Linked DNA regions of Mus musculus: region 1 is linked to region 2. The links are chromatin contacts, called in public Hi-C maps. All regions are on one chromosome and are shown on one strand. The core of a region is the stretch at or near the end of the contact, and the rest is flanking DNA. Distances in the headings are between cores, read along the strand shown. Region 1 has its middle 130 kb from the start of Dkk2. Region 2 overlaps Papss1 (3'-phosphoadenosine 5'-phosphosulfate synthase 1).

Evidence for each region. Hi-C and Micro-C count contacts between places; a contact is called where the count stands out from the background.
Region 1: a Hi-C map of muscle stem cells shows a contact between it and region 2, with 4 times the contacts expected there. The contact joins two enhancer-like sites. A contact is called at or near these places in 3 of 484 Hi-C or Micro-C datasets (adipose-derived mesenchymal stem cells, muscle stem cells and uterus).

What each region holds. Positions count from the first base shown.
Region 1 is chr3:132,209,401-132,213,792 of GRCm38.p6, forward strand. No RefSeq gene overlaps it. Among named protein-coding and RNA genes, the nearest start is that of Dkk2, 130 kb to the left of the region's middle. Within about 2 kb of position 2,076, at least 29 of the 459 cell types and tissues checked have an H3K27ac peak or open chromatin away from gene starts, as enhancers often do. A contact at or near this core is called in muscle stem cells, where this site is marked.
Region 2 is chr3:131,594,419-131,598,653 of GRCm38.p6, forward strand. All of the region lies in intron 5 of Papss1 (3'-phosphoadenosine 5'-phosphosulfate synthase 1), which reads left to right. Among named protein-coding and RNA genes, the nearest start is that of Gm36917, 9.0 kb to the left of the region's middle. Within about 2 kb of position 1,268, at least 22 of the 459 cell types and tissues checked have an H3K27ac peak or open chromatin away from gene starts, as enhancers often do. A contact at or near this core is called in muscle stem cells, where this site is marked.

The DNA.
Region 1 (4,392 bases), core at 826-3,325, 620 kb after region 2:
GCTAACGAGGAAGGGGGAGATCTCATGAAACCCCAGCCCTAGACAAAGAACTACAAGCAATTAAGGAATGAGGAAACCTGGAGAAACATTCCTTCCTAAGGATGAGGCCCCCAATCATTTATCCAGTATGAAGAAGTCAACCTTGAAATCATATACACACAAGCAACACTAACCAGACACAGCAGCTAGTGTTTATAAATCTAGGCATTTACATATACATGCAACAATAACAAAGCAGAAGGGGCCATGAATTTGACAGGGAATCATGGGGAAAGGGAGGGACTAGAAGGAGAATGGGGAAGGAGGAAAGATATATTTTAATTAAAAATTAAAAGTATGTATGTTATTTTTAGTAATATTTTATTATTCCTTCATTAATTTCATACAAGCCCTTTTGATTATATCCATCTCTTTCCGACTTGCTCAGATACACCCTCACATCTCTCCTCAGTCAGCTTCCAATCTTTATCTTTGTTTCTTCCCTTGAGTTCAGTGTGTGCTACCCAATTACTCTTGGGTGAAGGGTTTAGGTTGGAGTGTGTTCTGCCTACTGAGAGTCACACCAATATACAAAAATGACTGTCCCTTTCGCAGATAGAGAGACCCTGTCCTCATCCTAAAAACAAACAGTCATGCATTTTCTTTTTAAAAAATATTATTTATTTTTATTTATATGAGTACACTGTAGCTATCTTCAGACACACACCAGAAGAGGGCATCGGATCCCATTACAGATGGTTGTGAGCCACCATGTGGTTGCTGGGAATTGAACTCAAGCCCTCTGGAAGAGCACTCAGTGCTCTTAACTGCTGAGCCATCTCTCTCCAGTCGTCAGTCATGCATTTTCAAAAGGGGTGTTTTAGAAACTGCAAGGTTGTTAAATAAACTTTTTGATACACAAAGCACACTACTACATTATGAGTTATTGACCAAAGAGTTTCATGAAATTCCCAAAACCATATAGGCAATCTCTACTAATTACTGATTGCATGCCAGATCTGGATGATAAATCCATACTGAGAAAACACCCCTTGCTTTTTCTATAAGACATAGGGAAATCAGCCCTGGATGGAGCTGACCAGCGCCCTCTCTGTGGCCTAGTTTCATTCTGTAGGCACTGTGCAGATTTCTGGAGATAATTTTTCACTGGCAATCCTGCTTGGCTATGAACACCATGTACTACACTACCAAAAGACAAGGCAAGCTGTGCCTAATGATGTAACATGCCATGATTGTTATGTGTGCAACTTTCCACTTGAATTTAAGGCCCATTCCACGGAAAGAATTATATCTAATACGATAAGCCAGGAAAAGATCTGTGACTTGTGAGATCAGAGGCTCTTGTAAGGAAATGTCTGCTATTGTTTAGTGACTGCCAAAAATGTAGGTTTTATTAGCTAAACTAAGTATGTATACATACATACATACTTATATACATACATACATACATGCATACATACACATATATACATACACACACATATATACACATACATACTTATATACACATACACACACACACACACACACACACACACACACACACACACACACACACATACACACACACACATTCATGCTGTGGTCCAAGTAGTTTAACATTGGCTGTCTCCTGATAGAAAGCCAAGGAGGATCTGATAGTTGTTCAGTCCTCATGGATGTCTCAGTATTCCCAATTTGGTGGGAAGTCTTAGAGAGCTGCAAGTTTTTGGTCTGTATGGAGTCCTGAAAATGTAAGTTTGAACATCAGCAAAGGGGTTTCTCAGGAACAGGATAGATGATCTTTCCAGTGAGAATGAAGGCAAGCAGGCAAAAAATGAAAATGTCCCTTCTTCCATGTCCTTTTATGAGGACTGCTTCCAGAAGCTGTGGCCAAGATTCAAGGATGGACTTCTGACCTCAGATGATCCAGATTTAGGGTGTCTCAAATAGTCCAATCGAGAAAAATAAAATCAGTCACAGTTGTGCCCAGCTGCTTGGATCTTAGTTAAGGCAGGATGTAGACAAGTTGACAACGAAGGTTATCCATCACATGAGTCATCACCCGTACTAGGACAAGCTTGTCAGTGATGCAGCTGCCTTTGAGTCACACATGCTCCCGTAAGGGACCCTCCCTTCCCTATCTGCACTTTGTAACTAGTACGAATAAACTCACTGCTTCAACAAGCTTGACTTGGGTTGAATTATTTACTTAGTCTCTCCTTGGATGACAGTCTGGGATGACTAAGTTTGTTCACATGAACCCAGTGAAAGTCACACAGTAAACCTCAGGCCATGAGCCTGAATAAACCCTTTCTCTGTCAAGTTCTTCTTGTTAGATATTTTGTCACAGTGACAAGAAAATAAAGTCAGTAAGGAAATGGGGACTAGAAAAGGAACAGACATTGCAAAGACAGCAAATGACAGGAATTAGCATATAACTTTTAATAGTCCCTGAATATAATTGGTTTTAAGTCTTCAATGCAAATACACAGACTAGTTGATCTTATTTTATATATATATATATGTGTGTGTGTGTGTGTGTGTGTGTGTGTGTGTGTGTGTATGTGTGTGCTATATATGCACATACATTATATACATGTATACACACATATACGTATATACATGTTACATATAATGAGTATTATATATGTTATACATATATATCTGTATATATGTACATGTATATCTGTATATATATACATGTACATATATGCAAATATACATTTATACACATATACAAGTATATGCATATATAATCTGAATTATATATGAGTTGTCTGCAAGCAAATATACTTCACTGGCAAAAATAAATCTGAAAAATTTGAGACCCCCACAAAAATAAAGAAAAAAAAACAAGTCTAATTTATATGTGTACCAGCCCCACCAGTGTGAAGTCAAACATTCTTCTGAAGTGGAGAGTGAGGATTAACAATAGGAAAGACAGAAAGAAGATGCAAGAGACAGATGTAGGAGGGCTGTAGGTCAATACCACACCAGCAGTGATATATTTTTTATAGCCTTTTTATATTACACAGTACAATGGGAAGTAAAGCATTAAACTAACAGAAGTGATGCTGAAGAATACATATAAGACATTTGGTCCAACACAAAAGCTTCCCTATTCCTTCCACTAAGGTCAATACAATCTTCATCTCCTTGCCTTGAGCCTCAAGTATACCCCCTCTTATCATTCCATGCCTCAGTAGGTCAGAAAATCTGCCAATAGACCGTGACCCACCTTGACTCTCCTTTAGCAGGCAGACTTTTCTCTTTTTTTCCCTCTGCTTTAGAGAAACAGCAAATGGCTCCAAACATATATACTCACTGGAGCATGACTAGACTCTCAGTGGCCTGCCCCTTACATAAAACTGAGTCATTCCCCACCCCCACACCCTGCCAGAAGCCATCAATCGTGGAGAACATCCCTATCACACCTTTCTTTTCTTTTTTTTCTTTTTTAAGATTTAATTCTTTTATTTATTTATTTATTTATTTATTTATTTATTTATTATATGTGAGTTGTAGCTGTCTTCAGACACTCCAGAAGAGGGAGTCAGATCTCATTACGGATGGTTGTGAGCCACCATGTGGTTGCTGGGATTTGAACTCAGGACCTTCGGAAGAACAGTCGGGTGCTCTTACCCACTGAGCCATCTCTCCAGCCCCACCCTTTTCTTTGATGGCTTCTGTTTAGGTTGTTACTTGGGGGGGGGGCGTTCTGTAGGAGTTGTCACAGAAGCCTTCCATGTCTCTTTTTCCAAAGTACATATCCGAAATCATCCCTATCACAGAAAAAGTAGTGTTCTTGCATCTTAGTGTCAGTAAGAGCACAGATCACGAATACAGAACATCCACATGGTTTATCATCATAGCACAGACAATGAGCACAGTCCCTGACTGCAACAGGACCACAGACCAAGTCAAGGCTGTCAGGGGGAACCTGGACCATGAACATCACCATAGCCTTCCTTAGGTGGCAATGCAGATCTCTCACATCAATATGGCGTCCAGCAGAAGTATAGCCCACATACATTTGTATGACCTTCATTGGACATCAACACAGATTCCAGTTTCAGTAGTACTTCAAACCTAGACATGGCCCTCAGGGGCAGCAGGAATCCTGACATCACTGTGGCTTCAGGTGACTTCCCAGGACTCTCACTCAGATCAGTGTCCCTCCCCTATCCCCACCCTGTGAAAACATGGCCCCTGGACATCTACATGGTTTCAGGTGGTAGACCCTAGTTGCAATAGGACCTCAAACCCAGACATGGCCCTCAGAGGGAGCATGGATCCCTATGGCCTCAGGTGGCAATGCAGGTCACTCAAATCAGCCTGGTTCTCACCATTGTAGTTGTATCTCCAGTTCTGCCTCTCACCAGAGTTCATATTCTGTTCCATGTTTCTATC
Region 2 (4,235 bases), core at 18-2,517:
GTCTGCATTTAAAATAAAAAAAAAAAAATATGTGTATGGGTGTTTTGTCTGCAACTCTGTCTGTGCACCATGTGTGTGCCTCGTGCCTGCAGAGACCAGAAGGCGGCATCGGATCCCCTGAAACTGCAGCTACAGATGGCTGTGACCCGCCATGTGGATGCTGCGGATTGAATCCAGATCCTGTGGAAGAGCAGCCAGGGCTCTGAGCCGCCGAGCCGGCTCTCCAGCCCTGTGTCTGCACTTTTAAGGTTCACTTTGTACTTCTGTTAAGTAGTTGCCTCGGCTCTACACAGACTTTGTAGGGCTCGCCTCCACGGAGCAGGTGCTTGGTGCTCCCCTGGAGTGCTCCCCAGTGCTCAGGAGCAGGTGCTTGGTGCTCCCCTGGAGTGCTCCCCAGTGCTCAGGAGCAGGTGCTTGGTGCTCCCCTGGAGTGCTCCCCAGTGCTCAGGAGCAGGTGTTTGGTGCTCCCCTGGAGTGCTCCCCCTTGCTCATGGTGTTTGTATTCATTCCAGAAGCATTTGCTTCATCTTTTCAGAAGAAAACGGAAGCAAACTCTTTTTTGTTTTTAAAGATTTATTTATTATTATACATAAGGACACTGTCGCTGACTTCATACGCACCAGCAGAGGGCGTCAGATCTCATTACAGACGGTTGTGAGCCACCACGTGGTTGCTGGGATTTGAACTCAGGACCTTTAGAAGAGTAGTCAGTGCTCTTACCCACCGAGCCATCTCTCCAGCAGAAGCAAACTCTTGATCTTATATTTAGCATTGGTTCTCCTCCAGAAGAAATGTATATATACCACATTGTAAGGCTAAAATCCATTTAAAATATCGTTAGATATGAACCTGCAAAGGGAAGAATTTTGTTGAATGCATGTGATGAAAAATTACTTCGGTCGAAAAATAAAAATATTTTCCGGCGGCTTGATTTTGAAAACATAACTATCGCCTCCATGTTGACATTTGAAGGCACATATGACTAAACTCGCGTATGTATGTATGAAGCACAGTGCTTGCGACTGAATTCCTTTCTGAGATCGTTTGGAGTCACTGGTGTTATCTCTGCCTCTCCCTAGTCACCTTGGAGACACGCAGCTTTCTCCACAGATCATTTGTGTGTCTGTGGGCTGATGTGGTCTGGTCGAAGGAGCCTTTTAGTTGTAGCAACACTGGCTCCTTTGCAAGATCTTGCTGTGCTCAGGCAAGCAGAGTCAGGTGACCCTCCGTTGTGTTTCTGAAGAGACAGGGCTTGCCCCTATTTGAGGAAAGAGTACTACTCCAACAGCTTCAGCCATGGGCTTGGAACATCGCAGTGGGCCGGCCCTACTGCCGTGAGTCATTGGTTTTTGGGAGCTGCATCTTGGCAGAGGAAACCAGCTAGAAATTAGAATACTTATTAGATACGCATTGTATCAGATGGAGTTGGAAGGACGCTTACTAAGTGCCTCTCTTCTGACCTCTCTAGATTGTTGACAGCTATCCACCAATAAATGTGGGAGAAGGGAGAGTTTCAGTAACCCCCCGCCCCAGGTGCCCTCCCCAACCCTTCCACCGTGTAATACAGCAAAGAAATGGCAAAACAAGCAACTGGAGAGTGGCTCTTCCCAGGGTGGGGCTGAGACTGGCTTTGTGGACACCCCACGGCATTTCTTCCCACACCGTATACTCTGATCTTCCAAGTGCCAAGAGCTCCAAGGCCATGGCAGAGGAGGGAGGCTCTCTGTACGCGCACTGTAAGAGGGCTTGAAGAAGTAGGTTTACAGCTGTTCATATCTCATCAAGAGAACTTTTCCAGGCCAAACGGAAGTGCTGACAAGCTTTTTTGTGAAGAACATTATCAGTGCGCTGAAAGATTTTACATAAACTAGAAACCCTTAGACTTATTAATGCTTAACAGAATTTATTTTTGAAAATAAATTATAACAAGGCATTTGGTAAAGTTTCATAGCTTAGTTTTTAATGGGGGAAATCTAAAGGATAATTTTGGAGTTGGAGTTCCAACTCTAACACCTATCAATTGATTTTTTTTTTTTTTTGGCCTTGGAGAAATGACTTTATTTCTGGCATCATTTTTAAATTAGTCATTAGAAATAGTACCTGCTTTGGAGGTTACTGTGAATTCTGTGAGCGAATGGACTGACGTGAGGAGCTAAAGCCAGACCCTAGCATGTACAGACACAGGGAGTATCGCCATCACCATCTCATTTATTACCGGTGTGCTAAGTGCGCTGGAAGGCGTACAGTGTGCATTTGCTAATGTCTCCAGCCTTAGAGCCCTCATTTGTAGAGGGGCAGACAGTGATGGCTTCTCACGCCTTGATAGGCAGGTCTCAGGACAAATGAACAAGTCTATGGGAAGCCTTTAGGGCAGTATGTATCCCTGTAAAGGCTAGCGTCTCAGTTCAGACACCATGCCACCTCGTTCTCACAACAGCCCTAGAGAGCGTGTGTCTGATCTTTTTTAAGTGGTTGGGGAATAGAGGCACCGTGTGGTGAGGAAGCCCGCTCCAGGCTGTGGATTTAGAATTGGGGCACAGATCGCAGATTCTTAGGTAAAGAATGTTCATATCTTCTTTTCTTCTGTCACTACAGTAGCAGTAAGAACATAGGAATAACTGACGTATAGTGTCCTGCTACCTTCCATCTCCTTTTGGTTTGAAAATGTGTCCCTTATATTTCGTGACGAGTTTTCTGACTTCTGTGTCCTTTCTGTGAACTTGACGGTAATTGTCTTTACAGAAGCCTAATGAGTACCTGGCCTTTTATGTAATTGATACTTTCAGCGTTCATTTCTCAGTGGAGAGGATTTTGGTTCTTTTATGTTGCAGCTGCCAATTACATGTATGGCTTAATGTGACTTTGGGGCCTTGCCTATCCAGCTGAACATGTGGGGTGTGTTCAGCTGGTTGAGGTGGATCCTGCTGTCCCTCAGGGACAGGGGTTTCTGGACTTTCACAGGCTTGGTAGAGACTGACAACAGGCCATTCACCCTGTAATGCGCCCATGGCAGAGAGCAGTTAAATAGTGTACTAGGCAAGTGACATGGGAGGATTTAGGGTGTTTCACTGTGCCCACTCCCAGCTCCTGCCAACACACCTTTCTCACTGAAAGTCCACGTGGAGAGCAGAGCCTACGCTGCCTATCTGCCTTTAAAGAAGGATCGTCTACTTTTCCTGCTGTGTGTGATTTCCCTTCTGAGATACATTCTCGAAGTCAGGCATTCCGTATAAACCGCTGACCTGAAGCTTCTCCCCCGCCCCTGGACACTGACAAACACACACACCGACACACACCCCGACACACCCCGACACACCCTGACACACACACACACACACACACACACACTGACACACACACACCCCGACACACACCCGACACACACCGACACACACACACACACACACACAAACACTGACACACACTGACACACACACACTGACACACACCCCGACACACACACACACACACAAACACTGACACACACTGACACACACACACACACACCCCGACACACACCGACACTGACACACACTGACACACACACACACACACACACTGACACACACCCCGACACACCCCGACACACACACACACACACACACCCCGACACACACACACACACACACCGACACACACACACACACACACACACACACACACCGACACACACACACACACACACCGACACACACACACACACACACACACACACACCGACACACACACACACACACACACACACACACACACCGACACACACACACACACACACACACACACACCGACACACACACACACACACACACACCCCGACACACACACACACACACACACACGTACACACATGTACACACAAATGTACACACACACACACACAATGAAGAGTGACTGAGGAAGACACTTGGTGATGGTTTCCATGTGTACTCTCATACATACATACACACATGAACATGCACACACGTACATATGCTCACAAAGAGAATCTGATTCTTCCATGAATATTTTGGTTTGAATTACTTTGATGATTGCTGCTTTGTGCTTTTAAAGGCCACTTCCTTTAATAGAAATGTTAGCTTCCTGATAACACCGATGCTGTACAGTAGGCATCATGCCTTTGCAGGTTGACTTCTTTCATTCGGTCATTTGTATGGGAGCCCCCTCCATCTCTTGCTCTGGATTGATGTGTGCTGGCATATCACAGGTTCTGTGCCTCTGTGTTTCTCACTGGCCAT